Regions from separate parts of the Mus musculus genome. Here all the other regions are linked to region 1. A link is a contact called in public HiChIP or PLAC-seq data. All regions are on one chromosome and are shown on one strand. Each heading gives the region's core, a stretch centred on a gene start, on an enhancer-like site or on the middle of the called end of the contact. The rest is flanking DNA. Distances are from core to core; before and after follow the strand shown. Region 1 holds the start of Msrb2 (methionine sulfoxide reductase B2). Region 2 has its middle 64 kb from the start of H2al2a. Region 3 overlaps Dnajc1 (DnaJ heat shock protein family (Hsp40) member C1).

What was found. HiChIP or PLAC-seq counts read pairs in DNA pulled down with a chosen protein or histone mark.
Region 2: a contact with region 1 is called in an H3K27ac HiChIP or PLAC-seq map of embryonic stem cells, with 5 times the contacts expected there. The contact joins the enhancer-like site here to the promoter of Msrb2 in region 1. A contact is called at or near these places in 2 of 39 promoter capture datasets (hippocampal neurons and pre-B cells), 1 of 15 datasets of contacts at CTCF or cohesin (large pre-B cells), 3 of 115 datasets of contacts at active chromatin or transcription factors (embryonic stem cells, large pre-B cells and stem cell-derived neural progenitor cells) and 3 of 9 other capture datasets (adipose tissue, embryonic stem cells and liver).
Region 3: an H3K4me3 HiChIP or PLAC-seq map of embryonic limb bud shows a contact between it and region 1, with 4 times the contacts expected there. The contact joins the enhancer-like site here to the promoter of Msrb2 in region 1. A contact is called at or near these places in 8 of 39 promoter capture datasets (the C10 cell line, frontonasal cranial neural crest, hippocampal neurons and 4 more), 1 of 484 Hi-C or Micro-C datasets (bone marrow-derived macrophages), 3 of 115 datasets of contacts at active chromatin or transcription factors (acute myeloid leukemia, embryonic limb bud and large pre-B cells) and 3 of 9 other capture datasets (adipose tissue, liver and pancreatic islet).

Annotation. Positions count from the first base shown.
Region 1 is chr2:19,368,841-19,373,437 of GRCm38.p6, forward strand. Msrb2 (methionine sulfoxide reductase B2) reads left to right here and starts at 2,796. Exons shown (of 5, transcript NM_029619.2): 1 at 2,796-2,939. The coding sequence starts at 2,843.
Region 2 is chr2:17,930,459-17,935,055 of GRCm38.p6, forward strand. No RefSeq gene overlaps it. Among named protein-coding and RNA genes, the nearest start is that of H2al2a, 64 kb to the right of the region's middle. Within about 2 kb of position 2,228, at least 54 of the 459 cell types and tissues checked have an H3K27ac peak or open chromatin away from gene starts, as enhancers often do. A contact at or near this core is called in embryonic stem cells, where this site is marked.
Region 3 is chr2:18,314,420-18,319,016 of GRCm38.p6, forward strand. Dnajc1 (DnaJ heat shock protein family (Hsp40) member C1) reads right to left here. Exons shown (of 12, transcript NM_007869.3): 2 at 2,480-2,581; 3 at 1,939-1,985. Among named protein-coding and RNA genes, the nearest start is that of Dnajc1, 76 kb to the right of the region's middle. Within about 2 kb of position 2,707, at least 13 of the 459 cell types and tissues checked have an H3K27ac peak or open chromatin away from gene starts, as enhancers often do. A contact at or near this core is called in embryonic limb bud and second pharyngeal arch cranial neural crest, where this site is marked.

The DNA of each region.
Region 1 (4,597 bases), core at 1,546-4,045:
TGGCTCAGAGGTGACCTTGCTCATTCCTTCTTTCCAAATAGTTTTAAGTAGCAAAAAGTCTATTGACTTTTGCCCTGGTATCCACTTTAGTGGTCAGTCCCTCTTATTCCTCTGTAGATTCAATGATCATTTTGGTAGATCCTCCATCTTTTTCTTTTAGGGACTTATTTAGCATTACTTTCTCCCCCCTCCTCCCCTTGTGTGTATAGCTTGCAGAGAACTGTGGGAGATACACAGAGATGATGCTGTAGAGCTTAGCCTTTATTGAAGTTTCTCACAACCAATAGAGGACCAGCTGAGTATTGTATCATCCTCACAAAAACACAACCACAGTTTAAACAACACATGAATGTGTTTGTCTCTCTTACCATAGGGGTACAACTCAGGGCTTGACTATTGCCTTGCATCCCTGACACCCAGGCTCCATGCATCTCCTGCTCAGCACCAGGGTGCAAATCTTATCTTCATGCATACCAGAAAACTGCCAGTGCTTCAGCCATCACAACTTATTCCCAAGTGGAAAGGAAAGGCAAAAACAGCTGGTGCAGAGTCTCTGACTGGTTTTCCTAGCAGTCTTCCAGTGGTGTTTGCTTTTGTCGTTTTCCAGAGAGACGTCATGTGATCACCAAGAGCAAGAGAGTGAGCACACTGTGACTCTCCAAAAAACTGAGAGATCTCTATAAGTAAACCAGGAACTGAAAGACCTCTTTTAAATAGACCAGGAAGAGTGTGGTTGGTCGGGCATTTCAGAGACTAAACCATGGAGTATATAAAATCAAGAGTAAACTGTTAAGTGGGTTTTATCAGGTTAAAGCCTTATGGCCAGGAATTCGAAGATTGGCCCATGATATCTCTCTCTCTCTCTCTCTCTCTCTATTTATTATTATATGTAAGTACACCACCCGGCTCAAGAATATTTCTTTGCGTTTTTGTGTTCTTTTAAAAAACCTATTTATATTATGTATATGAGAACATTGTAGCTGTCTTCAGACACACCACAAGAGGGTGTCAGATCTCATTACAGATGGTCGTGAAGCACCATGTGGTTGCTGGGATTTGAACTCAGGACCTTTGGAAGAGCATTCAGTACTCTTGACTGATGAGCCATCTCTCCATCCCATCCCATGATCTTTCTTGATAGGTGGGCATGGGAGTGGGGGCAGAAAGCCCTGTGCCAGGATGAGATGAAAGTTCTCAAAGCAGTGGATAGAGGAAACAGGGAGAGGGAAGGATCCAGGAAGGCTTCCCTCTGTTTTCTGGGAGTGTGAAGATCTGCAGAGATCTGCAAATACTAGCTGACTCCACCTCCAGGGATGCAGATGTTACAGTACTCTGTATACTCACTGACATGTTGATTAATCGGAAAGAACAGAAAGTCCAGAAACAGATCCCTGTATTGATAAAAACAAACAAACGAACCAACCAACCAACCAACCAACCTGGGGTTTCTCCCCAGTGGGTGTGTGCGACCCTGAGGCCGTGAATGCTAGCCATTGCTCTACTACAGAGCTGCATTCTCAGCCATACACTGATTTTGACAAGAACTCAAATGCAGGCAGTAGAGAACAAAAAAAAAAAAATTACCTTATTTTAAAAAATGAATAAATAAATAAAAATTAACTCAGATAGATAATAGACCTAAATGTAAAACTTAAAACTATAAAATTAGCAGAAGAAAACACATAAAATATTTTGTAATATTGGACTAGCTCCATTTGTTAAATATGTTACCCCTAAGCCGCCACAAACTATAAAAAACAAAAACAAACCATCAAACCGATAAAATGAAGTTTAACAAAATGTAAAACTTCCCATCCCAAGACACAATTAGGAAACAGAAAAACACAGCCCACAGTCTCGGGAAGGGAAATTTGTGAGGAAACGATTTGATAATGGCTTTGTGCCCAGAGAATATATGGAAGAACCTTGAAAAAAATCCACAACAAGTAAATCTAATAATAAATGGGCAAAACCATGTATGATTTAGCAATGGCTAATTGTCAGTTACTGAAAGATAACACAAGAGAAGCCTATTACTGTAAGAAGTTTAAGTCTAACTTTGTAGTGATGCATGTCTATAAACTCAGTCCCGAGGCAGGAAGATTCCAAGTTTGAGGACGCTTGGACAACATAGAGAGATTAGATCTCAAAAACCGAAGCAAAACAAACGAACGAACAAAAAACCCAACCAACCAACCAACAACAAAAAAACAGGCCTGAGTAATCAAGTGTAGGAAGGGGATGATGACAGGAGCTTTCATACATTGCTAGTGAAGCAGCCGTTGCCCTTGAGACCTGGCTATTCCTCTTCCAGGTATCCAAAAAAAAGGCATGTACAGGAACGCTCCTGGCAGCTTTGTTTTTGATGTGCAAAAATTAGAACAGCCTAAACTAATGAGTAACAGTTTAGTATAATGGAATATTATTCAGAACAACAACAACAACAAAAAAAAGATTTGTGCATAATGTAACGCAAAAAACCAAGCAGCAATGTCCAGATAATTATGTTGAGTAAGGGAAGCCAGAAATAACCAACTGCAATTAGTATGACTTCTGGAAAACCTAAACAAACTGAAACACAGCAAGTTTTAGACTAGTCATGATTCCAATCGGAGTAAGGTACTGCGGGAGGAGGAGGCAGTGGAGTCCCGGGATATTCCACACACTCCGCGAAGATCAAGGTCAAGAGGAGCAAGAGGATAAGTTAAGTGGTGGGGGTAGGGTGGAGCACCAGAAGAAAAGGAGAGCCTGGAGGAGGGGAAGAGACCTGGGCAGAGGGGAGGGATCCGGCGGAGGGTGGGGGTTGGGTAGGCTTGGGAGGAAACCCGTTGGTGGCAGCGTCATGGCGCGACTGCTGCGAGCGCTGCGGGGTCTGCCTTTGCTGCAGGCGCCTGGACGGCTGGCTCGGGGTTGCGCGGGATCGGGAAGCAAGGACACAGGTAGGTCCTCAATCGCTGCCGTCTCTCGTGGCTTTCGGTTTCACAGTCCTGGCTGACCCTGGGCGGCCTCCTGTGAGGTCCTGAGAGACTGGTCCCAGCGGCCCGCTGCCTGAGTTGCGGAGCAGAGCAACGCGTTTGGTAAACTTGGTGTGCTGGGGGAGCACTGATGCCGGAGAGGATCGAATCTTCTCCTATGCTTGCATACAGTTCGTTTATATGTTACATTTTGGTGTACAAAGTCGTGTTAGGAGCCATGGTGTTGTCAGGGACCCAGTGGCGGTCAACAGCCGTACCTTGTGCGCCCTCTCCTGGGCGGGAGTTAATCCTTGCCCTCCCCCCCCCCCCCCCCACTTCCTTCGGGAGGACTGCTAGTTGCCTCCTGTCCTGTGAGACTGGCCCACTGCACCATCACGGGTGCTGCTGCAACACTATCTTGGTTTTGTGTGACTCTAGGTTTTGAGATGTGTGGGTGAATTATTCTCGTGTTCCAACAGGTTGTTAGTGGCTAAGAGACAGGATGGGGTGGAATGGTAAGTGCTTTTTGCCCTCATTTGTGAATCCGGACACTTTTGCATCTTCCCTGGGAGGAGTAGGAGTCTTTGAGGAGTCCCAGGTGTAATTCTCTGTAATTTCGTGGCCCTGTGGTTTAGCACTGGGCAGCTGCTCTCCTGACCTCCTTTCCAACCCAGTTTTATATCTTATGCTGCTTAGGAAAAGTCTTGGAAAGATCAGGAATTCAAGGCCCATACCTAAACATGATAAAAGCAATCTACAGCAAACCAGTAGTCAACATCAAAGTAAATGGTGAGAAACTGGAAGCATTCCCACTAAAATCAGGGACTAGACAAGGCTGCCCACTTTCTCCCTACCTATTCAACATTGTACTTGAAGTCCTAGCCACAGCAATTAGACAACAAAAGGAGATAAGGGGGATACAAATTGGAAAGGAAGAAGTCAAAATATCACTTTTTTGCAGATGATATGATAGTATATATAAGTGACCCTAAAAATTCCACCAGAGAACTCCTAAACCTGATAAACAGCTTCAATGAAGTAGCTGGATATAAAATTAACTCAAACAAGTCAATGGCCTTTCTCTACACAAAGGATAAACAGGCTGAGAAAGAAATTAGGGAAACAACACCCTTCACAATAGTCACAAATCATATAAAATACCTTGGCGTGACTCTAACTAAGGAAGTGAAAGATCTGTATAAAAAGAACTTCAAGTCTCTGAAGAAAGAAATTAAAGAAGATCTCAGAAGATGGAAAGATCTCCCATGCTCATGGATCGGCAGGGTCAATATAGTAAAAATGGCTATCTTGCCAAAAGCAATCTACAGATTCAATGCAATCCCCATCAAAATTCCAACTCAATTCTTCAACGAATTAGAAAGGGCAATCTGCAAATTCATCTGGAATAACAAAAAACCTATGGTAGCAAAAACTCTTCACATGGCAGCTTATAACTCACTCTAGTTCCAGGGGATCCATGGCACCAGGCATGCACATGGTGCACAGGTATATACGTGATGCAGGTAAAATACCCATACAAGTAAAGTAAGTCTTACAAGGAGAATAAGAACAGAAGCAGGGGATGGTTCTGTGGTTAAGATCTCGATTGTCAGTGGGCATGAGTTCGGATCCTAGCTCCCCCA
Region 2 (4,597 bases), core at 978-3,477, 1.4 Mb before region 1:
GCACACACACACACAGATAATAAAAATAAAATATTTTGCCGGGCAGTGGTGGCACATGCCTTTAATCCCAGCACTCGGGAGGCAGAGGCTGGTGAATTTCTGAGTTCGAGGCCAGCCTGGTCTACAGAGTGAGTTCCAGGACAGCCAGGGCTACATAGAGAAACCCTGTCTCGAAAAACCAAAAAACAAAACAAAACAAAACAAAAAAATATTTTAAAATGACAACAGAGACAATAAGCAGGAAACAAGGATGTGGAAAATTAAATTGGTTATAGTGAAAGCTACATCAGTTTATAATGGCACCTAGGAATTTGACTGATGAGAGATCTTACCATATCCAGCGTAGCCTGGAAATCTCTCTTTCCACCAGAATAAACAAGTACCTGGCCTACTGCTCAGAAACCAGGACAAAGTTTCTATCTAGATGCTACACACATCATAGTGAAGGAGAACAACTAACCCCCTCCCCCGTGGGGGACAAGGAGGTTAACTAGGCCCACTATGAATTATTAGATTTCCATGCCAGTATGAACATGTCAGGCATTTTCCCCCAGGTGTGGCAGAAACCATGAACAAAGCAGAAAACACTGTGGGTAGCAGAGGCTCGGAGGCTGTGTCTGTAACCCAACACAGTCGATGCTGAGTGATCCAGGAGCCAGAGAGCATGGCCAGAGATAACAGAGCAATGTTCATTATTTGTGGCTGTAAGGACGGCACCAGACCCACCTGCTCCACGATCGTGGAGAGTTTGCTGGGAAGCCCCTCTATAGCAATCTAGAAAAATACTTTCTGGAGAGGATACTTTCCTGAGCATGCTTAGTTCAAGAAGGAAAAGTGGCAGACACAATTTGGAGCAGGGTCAACCCAAGGTCAAAAGGCTGAAAGAGCAACCACAAACTCTTCTTTCTGGCCATCCATGCTCATTTTAATATTATAATGAGCCACCTTTACTTTAGGGGCCTAAAAGAATGAGTTAGGTGGCTCAGAAGATCCTGGTTGGTTCTCCAAAAACGTTAGCTGCAACAGGGAGAGAGAATGACACCAGACATAAGTTGTCTTAGGTATCTGCTGTTAACAGACACCATGGCCAAGGCAGCTCTTATAAGGACAACATTTAATTGGGGCTGGCTTACAGGTTCAGAGGTTCAGTCCATTATCTTCAAAGGTGGGAGCATAGCAGCCGCCAGGCAGGCATGCTGCAGGAGGAGCTGAGAGTTCTACATTCATCTGAAGACTGGCTTCTAGGCAGCTATGACCAGGGTCTTAAAATCCACTCCCTCAGTGACACACTACCTCCAATAAGGCCATACCTCTAAATAGTGCCACTCTCTGGACCAAGCACATTCAAATGGCCATGTAAGTTAATACAGGAGTTTGTCCCAAAGTTGCCTGTCCTTCTTGGTGGCTGAAGGAGTTGTAGGATACTCAGAGGTCTCCTGTTTGAAAGTGGAAATATCCAAGGAGAAGCTCTCCCTGATCTGCAGCAGTGTAGAGCCCAAGGGAACTCCCCACCCCACCCCACCCCTGCACCCTGAAGGTTCCAACAGCAAGTCAATGTAGTTGAAAGAGAAGTAAAGGGCACAGGTCCACGATTTGCACTGGATGAGGAAGTTAGAAGCCGGTGTTCCCCTTTCGTGGGAAGTAAGCATGACTGAGTAGGGGCAGTGTTAGAGGAGATGTCAGACTCAGAGTCAGGAAGTCTTCTAGGACAATGTTTGCTTTGGGTTCACTGGCATCTTCCTTCTTGCCATACGCATCAATTTCCCTAGTTGGTGAGATAGCTAAATAGTGGAAAATAAATTCACATTGTCGTAATATCTTCTGGAAGTTTCAGTCTTGAAGGTGAAGAGGAAAAGCCCTGTCCTTGGAACTCTCGGTTTAAAGTCCAAAGTGGCACCAGGCATGGTGGCACATGCCTTCACTCTCAGTACTGGGAAAGTAGAGGCAGGTGGATCTCTGTGAGTTCAAGCTAGCCTGGTTTACACGGTGGGTTTGAGGTCATTAAGGCTACATGGTGAGACTCTGTCTGAAAACACAAAACAAAAGATCTAGAGTGGCGTAGCTCAGAATATGGTTTGCTGAGAGTCAGCCCTCACCAGGCACTTAGCTGCATGCATTGAGACAGGCGGGCCTAACATTCTTGAGTCACTGCGCTAGGACTATGATACTCGAGCTCTCCACAGAGCCTGCTTGCGCATGGGCTGTTCAATTAGCAGCAGAGAAAAGAAAGGGCCCCCGATAAGCAGAAGCGACATAGCAGTGCAGACATGTGCAGGATAAGGGTGACATGGGACACTCTGAAAGGTCAGCAGATAAAACACAAGACGGGCCTGACAAAGGAGGAGAGTAGGCGCACTGCGGAGACCCTTCCCCTAGGCACACACGGCTAAAGGTTTCGCTCAGTCCCCAACAGAGACGAACAATAAGTTCAGAGCGGAACCATACTGGAAGGGATTCGGACTCCTTCTGTATAAAGTAGCGTTCACATTCAGCTCAGCAAAAATCCGATCTAGGTCTCTTTCCACGCCTGCGTTTTGTCATTCTTAATTAACACCGTTTTTATCGCTATGCAGTTCCAAGCTAATGAAAGCCTGAAGGTGTTCTTAAAGCTGTGTTCAGAGAAGAGCCAGCTCTAACCATGAGAGTCCAGGGCCCAGTGCTTGCCTGTGTAAGCAGGGTAAACAGTGTCCTTCGCGCCACAGACCACTCTCTTAATAAGCCCTGGGTCACAATGACTTAGAAATACTTTCCAGTTCGTGCTCTAGAAGGAAAAGAAGGTGGGTTAAATCAAAGGCTTTTCAGGCTACCAACTGCTAAGGAGCAATCTGTCATTTTCTGGAGGGAGGGGGCGGGGAGGGAGGATATAGTCTGGGGACAATTATTTTGGTGGTCTCTCTTTGTATTCCTGTTTCTGCTTTACATAACACTTCTCACACACCCCAGTGGCCTTTAGAGAACATACCAACTTCTCTGACAGGACCCTTCTCTCCAGTCCCCTATTCTCATGCAAATTCGCCCTATAAGTCCACTGCTTTCTCATTCCGTTCCCATTTTGAAACATAAAAAGAAGAAAGCCCCCAGAAGCCCCTTGGTTGCACCAGAAGGGGTGCAGGCTAGATAACCTTTGTCCCTTTTCCATCACTTAACTCCTGATCCGAGCCCACCGTGCTCCCACTGCTGTGGCTGTGGCTTTGTCAGTGTCCTTTTGGAGACCCACAACAATTCACATTCACAAAAAGTAAGATTAAAAGTGTGTGGCTGTTGGCCTGAACTCCCGAGTCCCACTTCTGTTCCTACTAATGATTTCTTCTCAAGGGCAGATTTTTATCTTAGGAAGGAGAACAAGGCTTCCCCAGCTGGGAGAGCAGAGGAGAAATCACCCCCAGATCTCTACTGAAACCTAAGAAATTGAGGAATTTACTAAATGAAACGCAAGGCAGAAGACAGCAAGAGAGAGCTGGGGTGTAGGGAACTTGCCTGCCTACCATGCACAAAGCCAGGGGTACAAGCACACAATCACAGACCTGAACCTCCTGTGGGTGAGGGGAGGAAGGACTAAAGAAACATTTATCATTATACATATATTGTACTCTATGGGAAATATACACATATATCTAGACCCTGTGCTCATGAAACTTGGAGCCGCATAAAGAAGATAAACCAAGAGGGGCATTCTTGTTTGTTTGTTTGTTTGCTTGCTTGCTTGCTTTGTTTTATTTTGAAGTATGAGTGCTTAAAGGCCTTCAGATGTGGAAAAGAATGTAAACTTTCTGCCCTGTGTGGTACCATATGCCTGGAATCCCATCACTCACGAAGGGGACTAAAGAGACAAGGACACCCTGAACTATGAGGACCTGTCTCAAGCTAAATGAATAAAAAAGCAAATGATGATCAAATGATTTTTTTGTTTTGTTTTGTTTTTTTTGTTTTTCAAGACAGGGTTTCTCTGTGTAGCCCTGGCTGTCCTGGCACTCACTCTGTAGACCAGGCTGGCCTCGAACTCAGAAATCTGCCTGCCTCTGCCTCCCAAGGGCTGAGATTAAAGGCATTCGCCACCACCGCCAGGCTTAATCAAACAACTTTTAATGCCATTTGATCAGTTATATGGAGGCTCAAGTGACCTATATTTAATACAAAGTGATTCAATAACCATCAAAATCAAAAGACATTTTAAAAACCATTTGTTATGGAGGCTACGGTGTCACGATGAGCAAAAGAGCAGGGTGGTTCATGAGCACCATTCCTGTGTCCATTCTTAACCCTGTGTGTGCCTTGTATGACCCAATTGCACAACAGATGCAGAAAATGAACAAATTCCAGAATCAAAGCACAGACAGGAGCAGCACATGGCAAGACCTCGGCAGGGGGAGCGCGGGCAAACCTCTGTTGCACAAGTAAAGAGGGTTTGGACAGACTGAGTGATTTACCCAAAAAAGAGCAGTACAAGAATTTCTGCCGGGCGTGGTGGCACACGCCTTTAATCCCAGCACTTGGGAGGCAGACGCAAGTGGATTTCTGAGTTCGAGGCCAGCCTGGTCTACAGAGTGAGTTCCAGGACAGCCAGGGCTACACAGAGAAACCCTGTCTCGAAAAACCA
Region 3 (4,597 bases), core at 1,457-3,956, 1.1 Mb before region 1:
TGCTCAAATAATATTTATAAAGAATGGTATGGGAAAAATTTATTTATCGAGGGCAGTATGAGATGGTGTTAGAAGATATAGCTGACTACTCTTTCCCTTTTAAGGAACTAAGAATCTTAAACTGAAAATATCTGCAGACATGTCTTTCTCCTGTGTCTAAATATTCACAGGTCATCTGGCCTCAGGCACAAGCTTTAGAAAAGTTATTCTCAACTTGATTAGTTAAGTCTTTTGCCTCAAGGAAAACCAGTTACAAAAGAGTTCCTTGTGCCTCAAGGGGTATAAATACTACAGATGTTTGTGTAAGTGTCAGGTCAGGTTTTTGTTTTTTTTTTCTTTTTTCCTCTGCTAACACGAAAGTAAATGCAGAGGGAACTATTCCTAAAGAGATTATGTCAGAGGAGTCTATATTAACACAGAAACAATGAATAGGTAAGAAGTGATTTGCTGTGAAAAGACAGAAATGATTTTTTTAGTTAGAAGAAGTTATCACAAAATTTACTGACTTCTAAGATAACAACCAGCAAAAAAGATAAAATTTGATGGCAAAGATGTTGGAAGAATAAAGCAAGCTATCTTTACAACACATTCTTGATGTGTGAGACAAAACTAGCTGTTCCCTAAAAGGAATCTACTAGAATAAATGTACAGAGCTTCTTTCAACAAGATAGATAACCTAAACTAGAGGAAATGCCTGGACCAATTTCAGTCCTTGTTAAAAAGCAAAGAGCTTCAAGATAGTATTTGAATCCCGTATTACAACCTGACCAACTAGGATATTCAAAATTCAAATTAAACAGAACCAGGAAAGGCAGCTAATATTTTAGTACACAGAATTATTCCAGACAATATATTTGAAGAAAAACTCCGAATCTCTCACTGTGTAGTTCTGAGTTTGTCTATAAGATTGGCTACCCACAACAAACCAGATATTTAGGCTTGCTTAAATCTCAAATGTGCATTTATTTAAGACAACACAGTCAAATTTCCAATGTTGTCCACTATTGTCTCATAAAATCAACCTGTTGAACTCCAACCTGCATTATTGCTGCTTGTTCTTTAAAGACTAACAAATTCAAAATGAAACATACAAACACAAACAAACAAAAGTTTATTTTGCCTGCAATGATTTTGTGTGTATATGAGAAACTTTTGTTTTAATTAACCATATGTGTCTCAAAAGATAATTTAAAGTGTTTCTTTCTATGATTTTAAAATCTCCAAAGACTTTGCAACAGGATAGACATTCCACACATTCTACGGCACAGGAAAGACCTCTGTAAGTCACAGGCACTATAAACCACCTTGCGAGTACATTTATTACTGGTCTTCTGAAAAGGGCAGAGACATGTCTGAGTGAGGGACTGCCTCTTGTCTAAGGTTACCAGATACAATCACTGTAGTAGACATAGGAAAGAAGTCTAAACAAACAAGAAAAAAGGGGCAATTATCTTTTACTTCTGTCTTCTAACAGTTTATCACCTGGATTATCTGGAGGTGAAGAAACATCAGGAAAGTACACATAAGGAATTACTAAAATGATAACCTCAAACACTTAAGAAGGGGGGTCTGGGAATACTGGGTCCACCAAATACATGGGGCTATTTATCATATACTGTCAAGAGTGGGTATTTGGTTAAAATCAAAAACTGGCTGTTTCCCAGGGCATAACCCATGGTAAAAGTCTTTTCTACTGAAGCCATACTTGCTAAATTTATAACTCATGATCCTAATCTGTAAGTACTAAATCACTCTAGGGAATATGTTCAAAAGAAATGAGTTCTGCTCTACAAAAGCATGCAAAACAATGCATTTCTTGGAAGAAACAAACAAACAAACAAACAAACAAACAAAGTCTAACTTAAACAGGACTTAATTCTTTCCTTTTAAAGGCATGAAACTTTGCCCATTCAAATTCAAAAGCACAAATGCACTCACCTCTGCCTTCTTTCATCATCCTTTAAAACTTCATAAATGGCCACCAACTAAAATAAAAGCATTACTTTAAAATAAAAATACTTATAACTGTAAGGAATCACATAGGAGGATGAAAGCTCTATAAAGCACATGCAGAAAACCCCATGTGCCCATCTATGCAATAAATAGTAAAATTCCAACTATAAGTAACATTTTGTGTTTTTTGGAAGCATATTAGATGTTTAAAGACTGTTTGATATCAAATAAATTTTTGTGAAAGGTGTAAAAGTAATAGTAAATCTTAAAATATTTTAAGAATAATAGCATAATTTAGACAAGAAAATTATGAGAGCATGACTTTCCAAAAACTAAGAAACTCTAAATGACACATGTTGGTAAAACAGTATTCCATTTAAAAAAAATCTAAATGTTAATATATTTAAGCTACTTCATGTTCAAACGAAAATATTCTACATGTAAGTTAATATTTCTAACATAAGCATATTAGTTAATACAACTGTCACTATATATTTATATATAAATAAAACTGCATTTCACTTACTTGTCTAAATTGAGTTTCTGCATTTTCATCTTTATTCTTGTCTGGATGTAAGGTTAGTGAAAGCTTACGATATGCTTTTCTGATGTCTGCAGATGAAGCATCCTGGGTTGGGAGGGGGAGGGGAAAATACAAAGCAAACTTTGTCAAAAAGAGAAATTCCCAGAACCTTGTTAAGATCTGAGAAGACAGCCAACCAAGTGCAGGACCCCAGGCAATGTAATTTGAGCAATCAGCCTAACAACCAGGCTATGCAGCCAGTCTAACCCACATGACTGAACAATTATTCAATCTAATTTGGCTCTCCTCTTAACTTTTCATTACCATACAGTCATTCAAAGAGGTCCGTATTTGGCAAAACTTTTCCAACACTTTCCTCCCTAAAATTAGTCAATAAATCTTTTCCAGTAATTAAGATATAAGAAAAGACAAATTAAAAATTAATATATCTGTGTGCCATCAAAGAACTTTATTATTTACTAGAGAATCTTAAAACCAGTTTCTGAGGCACAAGCTTGTATGTACAGTTTCTTTATTGTTATTTAGATTGAAGGTATCACCCAGGAACAACTTATGGAATCCCAATTTTACATGTCAAAAATGTTGATTTGAAGGGAGGTAAATTTGCATTTATTTAAAAACAGATGTAATTACAAACAGTTATGTACTTTAAAGAACATTTCCACCATCCCAGTCTCCCCAGTCGGGTTTGTAAAAACACAACAACAACAAAAAAAAAACACCACCAACAAAAACCTTTCCTGTTACACATGCTCTACTAATACAGTGTAAAATACACACAAGGTCCCTCCCAGTGGCCAGTGCTTCCGATTAGGTAGACGTTACTATAATAGTAATCTTGTCTGTGTGGATACAATAAGGAAAATCATTTACGTGGCTAGAATAAATACATACCAAAGTTCAAAACTTCATTTTCACTGTATTTAAAAAGAGATTCCCGAGGCAAGTGACAGGAAAGTAGCTTATTAAATTTGTTTGATAGCCATTTGTCCAATTAAGTACTAAACTATTTTACTAAATGGCTTCAACCAACACAAAAATCTATATACCAGGGGCCAAATGGTTGTTAAAGATTTGGAGAAAAGAGACACCCCTTCTCCCCCTACAATTAGCCTGTCAAAGCAGTTCTTTATTTTCCAAAGGGTAGCAGTGGGGCATGTCTTCTTGCTTCAGGCTAGCATGGCCCTAGGTCAGAATACTTCTCTGACTTAAGACACGCCCATGCGCTATAAAGCTAACAGTAAAACCTGTAGATAATAGTTTGTATTATTTCATTTTAAATTTGTTTAAGGAAAGGCTGTACTTCCTACAACAGATGGCAGGTAAAACTTGAAGGAAAGAGGTGGGGCTATTTAATGGAAATGTTTGGTGAATCCTTTTGTCATGCAAAGGGTCATGTGTCAAATGAATAAACACTCTAATTAGAAATTTAAAAATCACATATATCATATAACATATATGACTTAAAAATAAAAGTGACTACTGGTCATCCAAGTTATGTCCTTGCTTCTAGTTTTATCTCCTCAAATTTCAGCCAGTGTGCACCCGAAATATAAGCACAGTCAGATACTTCTGTATCAACACCTCCTAGAGTTGTAATTACTTTCTGTTTTCCCAGTGTTTTAATTTTGTCTCCCAACCATGCTGTTGTAGCCTGCTGGTCACCCACATAATTACACTTGAGGGTGCAGTTCACCATCCTTGTGTTCTTTCTTACTTGGCCACAAAACCAGACCATCATCTCCTAAGGAGCTGGCCTCTAATAGTACACAAAAATACAAATTTTCCTCTAGAGAATTTGCCTAACAAGGGTATTTTACCAATAAGATCTACTGTAGGTAACATGCCTTTTCCTGTCTAAAAAGACATCCTCGGGGCATGTAAGTCATTTAAGCCATCTTAATTTTAGCCACATACAAACCTATTGTGTAAGTACAGTTATTAAGCCCATTTTGCAATCAAGGCAGTGAAAAGCTAAGTAACATAGTCAAGTTACTTAGCTTCAACGCAAAAATATTACTTTAGTGTCAAAGCTATGTTGGCTGATTTAAGATTTAAGCTTAAACTTGTAAAAGGAGGAAGCTTTGGGGAGGCAGTGAA